Linked DNA regions of Mus musculus: regions 2 and 3 are each linked to region 1. The links are chromatin contacts, called in public promoter capture Hi-C maps. All regions are on one chromosome and are shown on one strand. The core of a region is the stretch at or near the end of the contact, and the rest is flanking DNA. Distances in the headings are between cores, read along the strand shown.

Region 1 (3,613 bases), core at 291-2,790:
CCACACCTCTGCCATTCCTAATCCAGTCATGCTATCATGAGGTGAAGGGAGGTCTATGCATAAGGAATATAAAGAGTAGAAAGAAGATAGTGGTGTGGGGAATTATGATTTCAATATTTTATTTCACCTTTTTGTATTTTGCAATTTTTCTTTAATGATCATATACTACTTTAATGTTTGAAAATGTGCTTAAATATCAAGGTGAAGAAAAACTAGACGACAGACACTTGAAGGGGACCAGGGTAGAGAAAAAGGTTTCTGAGCCTATAGTCTGAGTGAGGGCAAGATATCAGGGAGTTAGGGGCATAGGCAGGAGGGTGTTCTCTCCAAACCGAACTCCCTTTCCCAGTGTACTAAGGACATGAAGTGCTGTACTGGCCAGCCATCGCATTTGCGTAGGTTGTGACTGCAATGGGAAACTATTTGCTGGAGAAGTCCGTGCCACTGTGTTGAACTGCATCATTGACTGGCTGTTCAACCTGAGCACTTGAGCACTCACCTTTCATCACCATTATCAGATATTCACTAGTCACCTTCCAAGGTGCCTGACTATACGCTATACTGCCTGAGGAAGAAGCTGCAGCAGAGACAAAGGTGGCAGTGGCGCAGAGGCAGCTTGTAAGAAGAGAAGAAACTTAGGAGAGGAAAAAAAAAATAGAACGAAAATGCAAAATCACTGTGGGCAGAGTGAGGTGGCCAAGGAAGGCTTAGATTTAGAACTTGAAAGGTCAAGAGACAGTCTTATTCTCTTACCCGGCAAATCAGAAAGCAGGTGGTACTCCTGCTGAGCCCAGAAGAAGTTTGGGAGGGCTATGAGTAAAGGTTAGGGGTTGGGACAGTAGAGCTCGGAAGCATAAGCCCTTTGGGGACCGCCTGCCAGAGGCAGATTCCTCAAGCTCCTCACTGTATCCTCGGCAGCCTTCTTCCCCAGCCCTCCTCAGTCACTTTAATTTCAGCTGAATGTTTGTTCTTTGGGCCTAGTCACCTATACTTTACGAGGAAGCTTTCCAAAGCAGATAACTCCCACTGTCAGCTGTCCCATCAAGAGCACCCTCAGCCACTGCTTGGCTCCCTATTCTGCTCTCAGCCTGCCTGACACTTGCTTCCTCAAAGCTCCCTAACCGCTGCGGATTCGCGCATCTTTAAGGAGGAGCTAAAGAACTCCTTAGGGAGCTGGGGGTTTTTGTTTGTGTGTTTATTTGGTTGGTTGGTTGGTTGGTTGGTTTCAGAGTGTGGCGCTTAATCCGACTTTTTGCTCCTGAAGATCCGGAAATGGAATCGTTCAGTCCCAGTCTCTCAGTTTTGAAGAGTTCCTGAGGGTTCCTAAAACTAGTCCTTCAGAAGTAAGAGCAACAGCCTGTGCGCACAACCGTGCAAAATTAAAATAGTCACTTGTAGTGTTTCGAAAATAACTCCCCCGGGGGGGCGGGGAGAGCACAGCGCCTCGGGCGACACATTCTGGGCGGAGGGTGGCGGGCTACTGGCCCGTGGGCGTAGCGCGCAGCTGCAGGACCCACGCCCCGCCCCCGCACGCTCGCCAAGGGAGGCGGCACCCGGGGCGCTGACCCGCTGCTGTCGCCGGCCTTCAGTCTCAGGGCCGCCCCGGTCTCCTTCAGTCAAGCGGAGGATGCCGGTGCGCCACCCGGGGACCACGGGAGACTGAGTGGAGACGGGGTCTTTGCCGGCCGAAGCCTAGACCGCGGGAGGCTGAGCCGCGGCCTGAAGTGGACTCTGAGGCCGCCGGAACCAGGTGACGCGCGGGAACCATTGGCCACACGAGCAAGGGAGCGTTTAGAAGGTTTCCGTAGGCCTGGCGTCCGAGCTTCCCGTGTGTGCAGTGGGGGATTAGGGACGTGGCACCATGAGGAGCCGCAGTAACTCGGGAGTCCGCCTGGACGGCTATGCTCGGCTGGTGCATCAGACCATCCTGTGCCATCAGGTAAGTGTAGGTAAGGGTGAAGTGTGAGCTCCGGACACTGACTCTGGGTGAACCCTGAACGCATTTGTCTCTGGAGAGACCTTAAAGGATCCCGAAGGAAAGTTGCATGTTGAACTTGGAGTAAAATCAAAGTGTGGCATGGAGAATCACAATCCCCCACCCTCGACCCCTCTGCAGTGATTCCAGAGTGATGGTTTCTGAGCTCAGACAGAATGCCACCCCTTCCCCCAACTCCCCACCCTCCCAACTATGGCAGGATTCCAGGGACAGAGTTTCAAGAAATAACACTTTTTTATTGCCCTCACCCCAGGTTTGGGCCATCTACTTCCACTCCACTTCCCCAAAGATGTATGAGAACATAGAGCATCCTAAGAGACCTTAGACTACTGTGAAGGTCAAGGCACTTTGTACATACTTTTAAACAGTTTTGCACAGTGGCTCAGGCTGGCCTTGAACTTGGGATTTTCCTGCCATAGCCTTCACAGTTTGGACAACAGACCACAAGCCAGTGGGTTTTTTTGTTTGTTTCCTAAGCCGTTGTTGTTTTATTTCTTCCTTTGTTGAGAGGATTTTACCTTGTAGCCCATGCTGACCTCAAACTCCCCATCCTCGAGCTTCATCTCCCCATTGCTGGGGTAACAGGTATGCGCCACTGCACCTGGTTTATATGTGCTCTTTGGAGTTGTTGGTTTTTGAAACCAAGTCTGTCTTTGTAGCCCACGATGGCCTGAAACTCACTATGTAGCTGGCCTCGAAGGAGCGTCAGTCTGGAGAATTATAGGCTATAAGGCACTGCACCTGGCTGTATATATTTCTAGATTTCTTTCCTACTCCTTTACTTCAGACTTTTCGTTGCTAGTTGAATTTAACTTTTATATTTATTTTTCTTTTAAAATGCACTTAGTGGCATCCTTAGTACTACATTTGATAATACCCCTAATAATGCCTTTATTTTAATAATACCTGTGTTTTGGACTTGTAAGCTTTCAGCCAGCTCTTTCCTTATTCTTAAGATAGTGCATGGAAATAGAAGAAACTTTCTCATCTCATATAAATATGTTCTGCAATGCTGATTAGCAGCAGTAGCAGCACACTGACTAGTCCATACTACTTTATTATATATATATATATAGTTGAAACTTGCTGAGAGAGGAGATCCCTCCTATCAAAAAGTGAGGTAATAGATGTATTAACTTGATTGTCATTTCACAGTACATTCATGTATGTATCAAATCGTCATGTTGTATACAGTAAATATGTACAGCTTTTATTGTCAGTTATAACTCAGTAAAGCTGGGGGATAGTATCTACCTGCAACTGGTTAAAAGAGAAGAAAGGTCGAAAATTTGAGAATGGGGAAGTAGGAGAAAGACTAAAGTTTCTAAGTAAAATATTCCCTAGATTTTGTTCCCTTTAACATTCTGAGGTTAGTTGCCTGTCCTCTCTCTCTCTTAATTGATCTTGCAGAATCCAGTGACAGGCTTGCTTCCAGCCAGCTATGATCAAAAAGATGCCTGGGTCCGAGATAATGTGTACAGTATCCTGGCTGTGTGGGGTTTGGGCCTGGCATATCGCAAAAATGCTGACCGTGATGAGGACAAGGCAAAGGCCTATGAACTGGAGCAGGTAATCAAAACAAAACTATACAGAGATGTGGGGCTCTGTGTGGGTGTA
Region 2 (3,613 bases), core at 348-2,847, 450 kb after region 1:
GCCCCCAAGCCTGAACTTCCCAGCCCAGGAGGTGAGCTGCCTTTTCCCCAGAAGCTCCCTATATAATCCAGATATTTTCCTCTCTCTCTCTCCCCTCTCTCCTCTCTCTCTCCCCCTCCCTCCCTCTCTCTCCTCTCTTCCTCCTCTCCCCCTCTCTTTTCCCTTCCCTCTTCCCACTCTCCTGTCTCTTCCCCCTCCCCCTCTGTTTCCCCTGCCCTCTGTTTTCCCCTCCCCCTCTCTCTCCTCCCCTCTTTCTTCCCTCTCCCCTCTCTTCCCCCTCCCCCCATCTCTTCCTTCCCATTGTGACTCCCCTAGCCTCAGTCCTTGGGGCCAGTGAACTTGCCCGAGAGCACCTTTCCAATAAACCTGCATTTAATATAATCTAATTCTGCTTGATTTGTCTCATTTCACCTACAGTGGCGAAGTAACGTATCACCCAGCACTTGGGAAGATGAGGCAGATGACCTCTCTCAAGCTGCAGGTCAGCCTAGCCTGTCTAGAAGAGCCTGTCTCAAAAGTTAAAAATAAAGATATAGTCTGCTTGCTTGTACTATATAGACTGTGGGGGTGCATGCCTGTAACTCAACTCTCAGCAGAAAAATGATGAGTCTGAGACTACCCTGGCTTACATAATGAGGCTCTGTCTCAAGATGTATATTTCAGTTTGAGGCCAGCCTGGTATACAGAGTGAGTTCCAGGACAGCCAACGCTGCACAGAGAAATCCTGTCTCGAACCCCCCCCCCAAAATGTATATTTCATTTGCATATATATATATATATATATGAAAAAGTGACTCATTCCCTAGCAGCCACTAATGATAACAAATAAATGATAACAACTGCACACACACATATGAGAGAGAGGGGAGGGACAGGAGAAAGAGGAAAGGTGAGGCTGAAAAATACCCCTTTCATAATAGTTTGAAGGGACTGGATCTTTGGGTTTATGATGGGCAGACTTCATCGACCTGTGGGAGGCCACAGATAACTAAGAGAGCAGAAAATGGTGAATGAAGGGCAGCCAGTGCCACCACTCTAACACAGCAGCTTCAAAAGTAGAACAGCTAGGTCTACATACTGGCTAGGCAAAACCAGATACTCTCTAATGTTCCCTCTCTTCCACTTACAGTACAATAAATGTCAAATGTGTTCTACAGGAGTGGATGCGCAGGATGCCAGGTTCAAGCAGAGAGCCTACCATCTCACCCTGGATGGCTCAGTGCCTCAGCAATCTTTACAAAAGCAAAGAGAAACATGCCGTTGGCCAAACCTTTCGCTTAGCATGGGGCTGGCTGATTGGACTGGTAACTCTGGAAGATTAGAGAAACTTTGTATAAGAAAAGTATCGAGTATTAAAATGTATCTTTTTATCACTCAGCCATCTAACAGAACTCTCCTTGCGGGCAGTTATCTGGTGCGATTGGTCTGGGTATCCCCAGCACTCATCACTCGGCACAAAGAAGAGAAAGGACTGAGGAAAAACAGTTTTTGGGAGATTCTCTCAGCCTCAGTTTCCCAGCCTGGGACCTCTGACCTCCCACCAGCAGATGGCAAGAGAGAGTCCCCGCCCGCTGGGAAAGTCTGAGGCTGGGCGGAGCAACCCAGGCTCCAGCGCGCGCGCAGCCTCCGACCCTAATTTCTTCGTTCGCCGGAAGAAGGCGAGTCTCTTTCCGTTCCTAGCGCAGCCATGGTAAGGCAGGGGTACAGCGAGCTCTTGGGTTGCATCGGCTTCCATCCTCCCTGACCGATGCTGCCCGGGTTATCAGGGCTCCCGCGGTCGACTACAGGGTGGAGGCGAAAGCAGCTCTGCTGCAGGCTGGCAGAGATGGGCTTGGCGGCAAGGGAGAATACTGGTCTGAGCTAGGATGGGAAGTCTGCCGCAGAGGGCAAGCAAGGCCTTGGGCTTAATCACACATCCCCTTGCCCAGGGAGAAATGCTTTTCCACTTGGGGAAGAACTTCGAGGGCCCGGGAGTGCAGATTGAAGCTTTGGGCATGTGGGCGCAGGGTCTGCTTGAAGGATTAGCTCTTACTTGTGCATTTGTCTATCTTTTGGCACGGACTTACTTTATATGTTGTGTAGCTGGTAAGTGTACGAAGCATTACAAAAAGCTTCCTTCCGCTTTCGAATGTGAAACTTCGACTCTTTAGTATACAAAGGAGCAGTACACGTGGTAGTGCCAGTGCCGGAGTTAGAGTTTATCTTTGTACCAGAAACCTTCGATCCAGATGGCTGTGTTCTAATACTATACTTTTCGATTGACAATTGAGATACGGTCCTGGGCCATTTTCTGTCCCTATCTGCCTGTGCGTCTAGGGTTGAATCACTGGGTAATTCGCAAGTGTGCTATGAAAGGCTAATTTTTGTGAGCAGGCATAATGGAGACATCTGGCATAACTGTAAAAAATGGGAATCGCTAAGGTGCGAATACTGGGTTTGGCCTATTGATGCTTATCTGTCTTTTCTACGTTTTACTGGGACCCGGCGCTTTCAATATTGCCCACATTTTGTTAATTGGGAAAGTTCGAAAGTCAGTTCATTGAAGGATTTACGCCGTAGGCTTTGCTGGAAAGACCTGAAACAATGTAACAACGTTACTTTGAAAACTTCTTCCAGGCTCGTGGTCCCAAGAAACACCTGAAGCGTGTAGCTGCTCCAAAACATTGGATGCTGGATAAGTTGACTGGCGTGTTTGTAAGTATTGTGGTGTGAAAGGTAGACATACCTTTAACAAGCATATTTGTGGAGTTGAATGTAGAGAATCTTTGGCTGTCTTAAAGACCTGTGTCCTACCTCAATTTTGATACATCTGTTTCATCTACTCCATGTATTCCATAGTACACTGATGGTGGATACATAGACTCAGGTCTCAAAGTAGCAGGCCTCATTCTTTGGAGGAGAAAATGTTGAGGAATCTTCTAGCGACCCCCCCCCCATGTAAAATAACCCAAGTTTTGGTGTAGTAATTTTCCTAAAACTTTCCAGGCTCCTCGTCCATCCACTGGTCCTCACAAGCTGAGGGAATGCCTGCCTCTCATCATTTTCCTAAGGAACAGACTTAAGTATGCCCTGACTGGAGATGAAGTAAAAAAGATTTGCATGCAGCGATTCATTAAGATTGATGGGAAAGTCAGGACCGATATAACCTACCCTGCTGGGTTTATGGGTGAGTAATCAGGATCGGTAGTGGCCACAGGCCCTTAACTCCCAATAGTGGCAGGTGACTGGGAAAGTGCCAGGCTTTCCTGGTCTTCGTCTTCACCCCTACCCTGGCACGGTAATATGGAGAGGTTTGGCTACTGGGCTTTTATTCCTTTTTAAATTTTGAATTTCTTGCTACTCTCCCATACAGACCTACTGGATCAGAATCTCTGTTGGGCTGTTACTTAAATATTGTGGGGATAGCTTCTGAAACCCAAATTCCCATTTAAAGTTTATGTGGAGTCTTGATAAAATGGGCTCACACACACACATCCCCCAGCTCAGTTAGGAGTGTAGTGAGGGTTGCTGTGGTAACCTTATTCTTTGATATCAGATGTCATCAGCATTGACAAGACCGGAGAGAACTTCCGTCTGATCTATGACACCAAGGGTCGCTTTGCTGTTCATCGTA
Region 3 (3,613 bases), core at 451-2,950, 390 kb after region 1:
CAAATATTAAGGAGGCTTTGGAAGGGTGCCTTGCCTGCTACCCCAGTAGAGCTTTGGGATCCCTATAGATTGTACCTTTTCTCAACAGGGAACTAGGCACAACCCACAATCCAAGTGGAAAAGTGTAGCGATGGTGTGGGGAGTGTGGTTGTTTCCCCGATTTTGAGTTGGAGCAGAGTGGGAGGGGCCAAAGCAATCAGCAATGAAGAGAGGCAGCTTTTCAGCCTACCAAGGGGAAAGGGTCCCCTAATTACTCAGGGTACTCACCCCAGCTTCCTCCAAATGCCAAAGAAGGGCCTAATTCTGTGCCTCCATTTGTGCCCCCTCTTTGTCAGCAAGCCGGTCATTTCATCAACAAACACGACTCTGTTAGAAGAGCAAATTAAGGACACTTTGCGATCCTAAAAAAAAAAAAAAATCAGAAAGAAAAAAGATCTTCAGGTCATCAAAGCCAACTAAAAAGACACAAGACACAGACAGTGAAATGACTCTGTAACAGTCCTCCCCCCACTCACACCCCCTTTTCCTTAACATCGTACTTTTTCAAACGACAATGTTTTCCAAACAGTATAAACTGAATTGTTGAATGGAAGGAGTGTGTGTGTGGACGGTGGGGGGGGGGGTGTAGGGTGGGAATGGGGGAGGCTTGATTAGAGGACAGTAATCCTGGTGGCCTTCCTGCAAGGGGTGAATGAGGTGAGAGTTTCTACCCACAGGGAACATGCCTTGAAATGAGAAGCCCCAGATATCTTTCAGTGAGGATTGTAAGACACCTTACCAACACAAGAGACGTGCTCTACGTGCAAGATGTTATTCTTGCTAGATGTGAATAATTATATAATCATAATAAAATAACCTGGCATCGTGGCAAGAGGAATCTCTGCGAACTCAGTGGCAATCTTTTCGAACCCGCTGCCTGTTCTTGGCTTTTCCGTGAGCCATGTGAGTTGCATGCATGCACCTAGCCCCACGGTCCGGTAGAACAGCATTTCCCAGCGTCGTCGCATCCTGCCAGCCTCCTTCTGCCCTGGATGACCACAGGACAGAAAGCCTTGAAACCAACCTTGGGCCTTGAGGGAAGCCACCGCTGCCATATGATCTCTCTAAGTGCCCCTGCACAAAATGTAGGGAGTTTAGGGGGTAAGGGACACGCCAACCTCGGCCATTCCACGATGAGAAGACATAGCTCAAAAAGAGCAAACCGGCTCGGAGGAAGCCCTGCAGAAAACTAAGACCCGTGCCTTGCCTACACCGTCCCGTGTGCAAGTCCCTCTTCTGGACCTTTCCCTAAGCCAACAGCTCTTCTCTCTATCCATTGAAGCCCGTCCTGGCGACCCACTTGATTTAGGTCAGAAAACAGACACTAACAGCTCTCCCTCGCCTCGGTAAAATTACTAAGTGGAATTTATTGGGCAAGTCCATGCAGGGTGGTGGGGAGAGCCCACGTCCCAGGTTCGGGCTGTCACTAGTTTTAGAAAAACAAGTATAGGCCAGAGCACTGGGCGAGAAGTGACCATAATCAGAGACCATCAGCCCCACCCCAGTAGCTGCGTCGTGCCCCCAGGGCTGAGGGACAGGAGGGGACGCACGCACTCTGTTCCCTAGCCCGCCCTTTGCTTTCACAAGATCCACGGTGACTGCACCAGCTCGAGCGCCTTTAAAGGGCCACACACGCCAGCCCGCCGCTATAAAATGTTCCCGGCGGCACAGCTGCAGAAGTGCGCTGCCGAGCTGCGGTGAGGAAGCTAGCTCCGCCCGGCTGCTCCTCCCACAACCTATCGGCGCGGGGCTGCTCCTGGCAGAGAGGACCAGACGCGAGGAAGGCACAGCACCCACTCGGGCCCTCCGTAAGTATCCAGTTCAGATTTTGCCACCAACTCGCCCACGAGCCAGGACATGTGCTAATAATGCTCTAAGCTGGTTATAAAGACGTGAAAATTGGGGGGAGAGGGAAAAAAGGGGGGAAAGGGGTCTGTCCTTCCTGGGATTCCTAGCCGAGGCCAGCCTGCTGCTGTGTGCTTGTGCGCCAGGGCTCTACGGGAGGCAGTGGGGGCTTAAGAGCCCGGTCCCCGCGCCGAGAACCAAGCGTGGTGGCTGTGATCGCCACCGCCCCGGAGTCCGGGCGCCGGAGCTGCGGGCCGGCAAGAGCGCGGGTCGGGGCAGCTCGGCGCTGCCCGGTGCGGTGCGGCGGCGCGGCGCGGCGCGGCGGTGCAGGCTTTTCCCAGGCGCCCTGGGGTCGCGTGGCCGCCCGTGCGGCTGGGGACTCTGAAGCGAGTGGCTAGCGGCGGCGGCGGCAGTGTGCGTGCCAAGGGGGCTCGGGGCTAGGTCGCTTCGTCCGTACCTCAGCTCCTGTGAGCTTTCCTCTCCCGGGCAAGCAGCTTCGCGGAGGTAAGCCGGGCCGCCCGGCAGGACGCTGGGCTGGGCAGCAGGGGCCGAGGGCACCGGAGGCGGCCAAGCTGGCCGCGGGGCTGGGGGACTTGTTTGCTGCCGGAGCTGCCGGGCAGAGGGGCGGCAGCCCGGGCCGGCCCGCGGGACGCGGAGCCCACTTGTCCGGAGAAACCCGCAGCACATCCACTCCGGCGCCCGCGCTTTCTCCGGCTCTGCTTCCCCGACTTTGCCAATACCCAGGACTGCATCAGGCCGCTCGGGGGCCGCACAAAGCTCTTGTTTCCTGGGGGGCTGGAAGCGAGAAGGGCTTCTGGCTGAACTCAGCCAAGCTGCGTGCTGCAAGTTGGAACATTCTGGCAACTTGCTTTCCCCACGCAGCACGACCCCCGTGCACACGCCCCTCTCGGGGGAAGCGGCCGCGCGGCGCCCAGCCTCTGCCTCACGGGGAGCCTGATCAGGGGCGGGACAGCTAGTCTGAACCATGCCACTTTTAACGTTGTGACCTTGGGTTAAGTTATCGCACCCACCTCGGCACCTCGAATCTTTGCTAGCCAGCTGCGAGCAGCGGCAGCAGCGGACGCTCCGAGGGCGCTCGGAAGTGTCTGTGAGGCGCGCGAGCCACTGCCGCTGGCGCCAAAGTGCGCCCCCGCGCGCGGAGACGCTGCGGGTCCCCAAAGTCGCGCTGACGCGGAGACCCCGTGCTTCGTCGCCTGTCTGCTTCTGAGCACCTGAGGTAAAGGACGCTTGGAGCCCTCCGGCACTGGTGCTCGCGCCTGGCGTGCCGGGCTCCGTTCGGCCAAGCCCGCCTCGGTGGCTCTCTCCGGGCGCGTCGAGGAGGCCCCGGCGAGCTGTCCGTAAACAAGGGGCCTTTAGTTTTAAGGTGGCGAGTCTAGCTGGGCTGCTTGGAGAGCGTGCAAGCCAAGCCGCAGTGCTGTTTGGACATTTAGATTTCTCAGTAGCAATGGAGGTGGAGTATACCGGTTGGTGCCATTTTAACTTTTGCTCTCGGGACAGGTTCGAGATGACCCCCCCCCACCTGCCGCGCTCTTCCCACCCCACCCCCCTTCTCTTTCCTCTTCTCACCCTCCAACAGCGTTGGCGAAGGCTTTCTCGGAGGGTAGCCAGGCGAGGCCGGGCGGCGGGAGGGAGGCAGGAGACGCGAGCCGCGGAGTCCGCACTTGTTGCGCCGCTTTTTTTTTTTTTTTTTTCCCCGCGGAGCCTCGCC

What was found. Promoter capture Hi-C pulls out the DNA fragments that hold promoters and counts their contacts.
Region 2: a contact with region 1 is called in a promoter capture Hi-C map of pre-B cells, with 4 times the contacts expected there. The contact joins the promoter of Rps4x here to the promoter of Phka1 in region 1. A contact is called at or near these places in 10 of 39 promoter capture datasets (the 3T3-L1 cell line, the C10 cell line, cranial neural crest and 5 more) and 2 of 115 datasets of contacts at active chromatin or transcription factors (astrocytes and large pre-B cells).
Region 3: a promoter capture Hi-C map of pre-B cells shows a contact between it and region 1. The contact joins the promoter of Cited1 here to the promoter of Phka1 in region 1. A contact is called at or near these places in 7 of 39 promoter capture datasets (the C10 cell line, embryonic stem cells, liver and 2 more), 1 of 484 Hi-C or Micro-C datasets (embryonic stem cells), 3 of 115 datasets of contacts at active chromatin or transcription factors (embryonic stem cells and stem cell-derived neural progenitor cells) and 2 of 9 other capture datasets (embryonic stem cells and liver).

The regions. Positions count from the first base shown.
Region 1 is chrX:102,642,173-102,645,785 of GRCm38.p6, reverse strand. It overlaps Phka1 (phosphorylase kinase alpha 1), which reads left to right and starts at 1,540. Exons shown (of 33, transcript NM_008832.2): 1 at 1,540-1,939; 2 at 3,407-3,565. The coding sequence starts at 1,862.
Region 2 is chrX:102,187,375-102,190,987 of GRCm38.p6, reverse strand. It overlaps Rps4x (ribosomal protein S4, X-linked), which reads left to right and starts at 1,597. Exons shown (of 7, transcript NM_009094.2): 1 at 1,597-1,690; 2 at 2,617-2,694; 3 at 2,986-3,166; 4 at 3,536-3,613. The coding sequence starts at 1,688.
Region 3 is chrX:102,250,268-102,253,880 of GRCm38.p6, reverse strand. Cited1 (Cbp/p300-interacting transactivator with Glu/Asp-rich carboxy-terminal domain 1) reads left to right here and starts at 1,700. Exons shown (of 3, transcript NM_001276466.1): 1 at 1,700-1,847. Gm14858 (predicted gene 14858) reads right to left here and starts at 1,230. Exons shown (of 3, transcript NR_040285.1): 1 at 857-1,230; 2 at 268-401.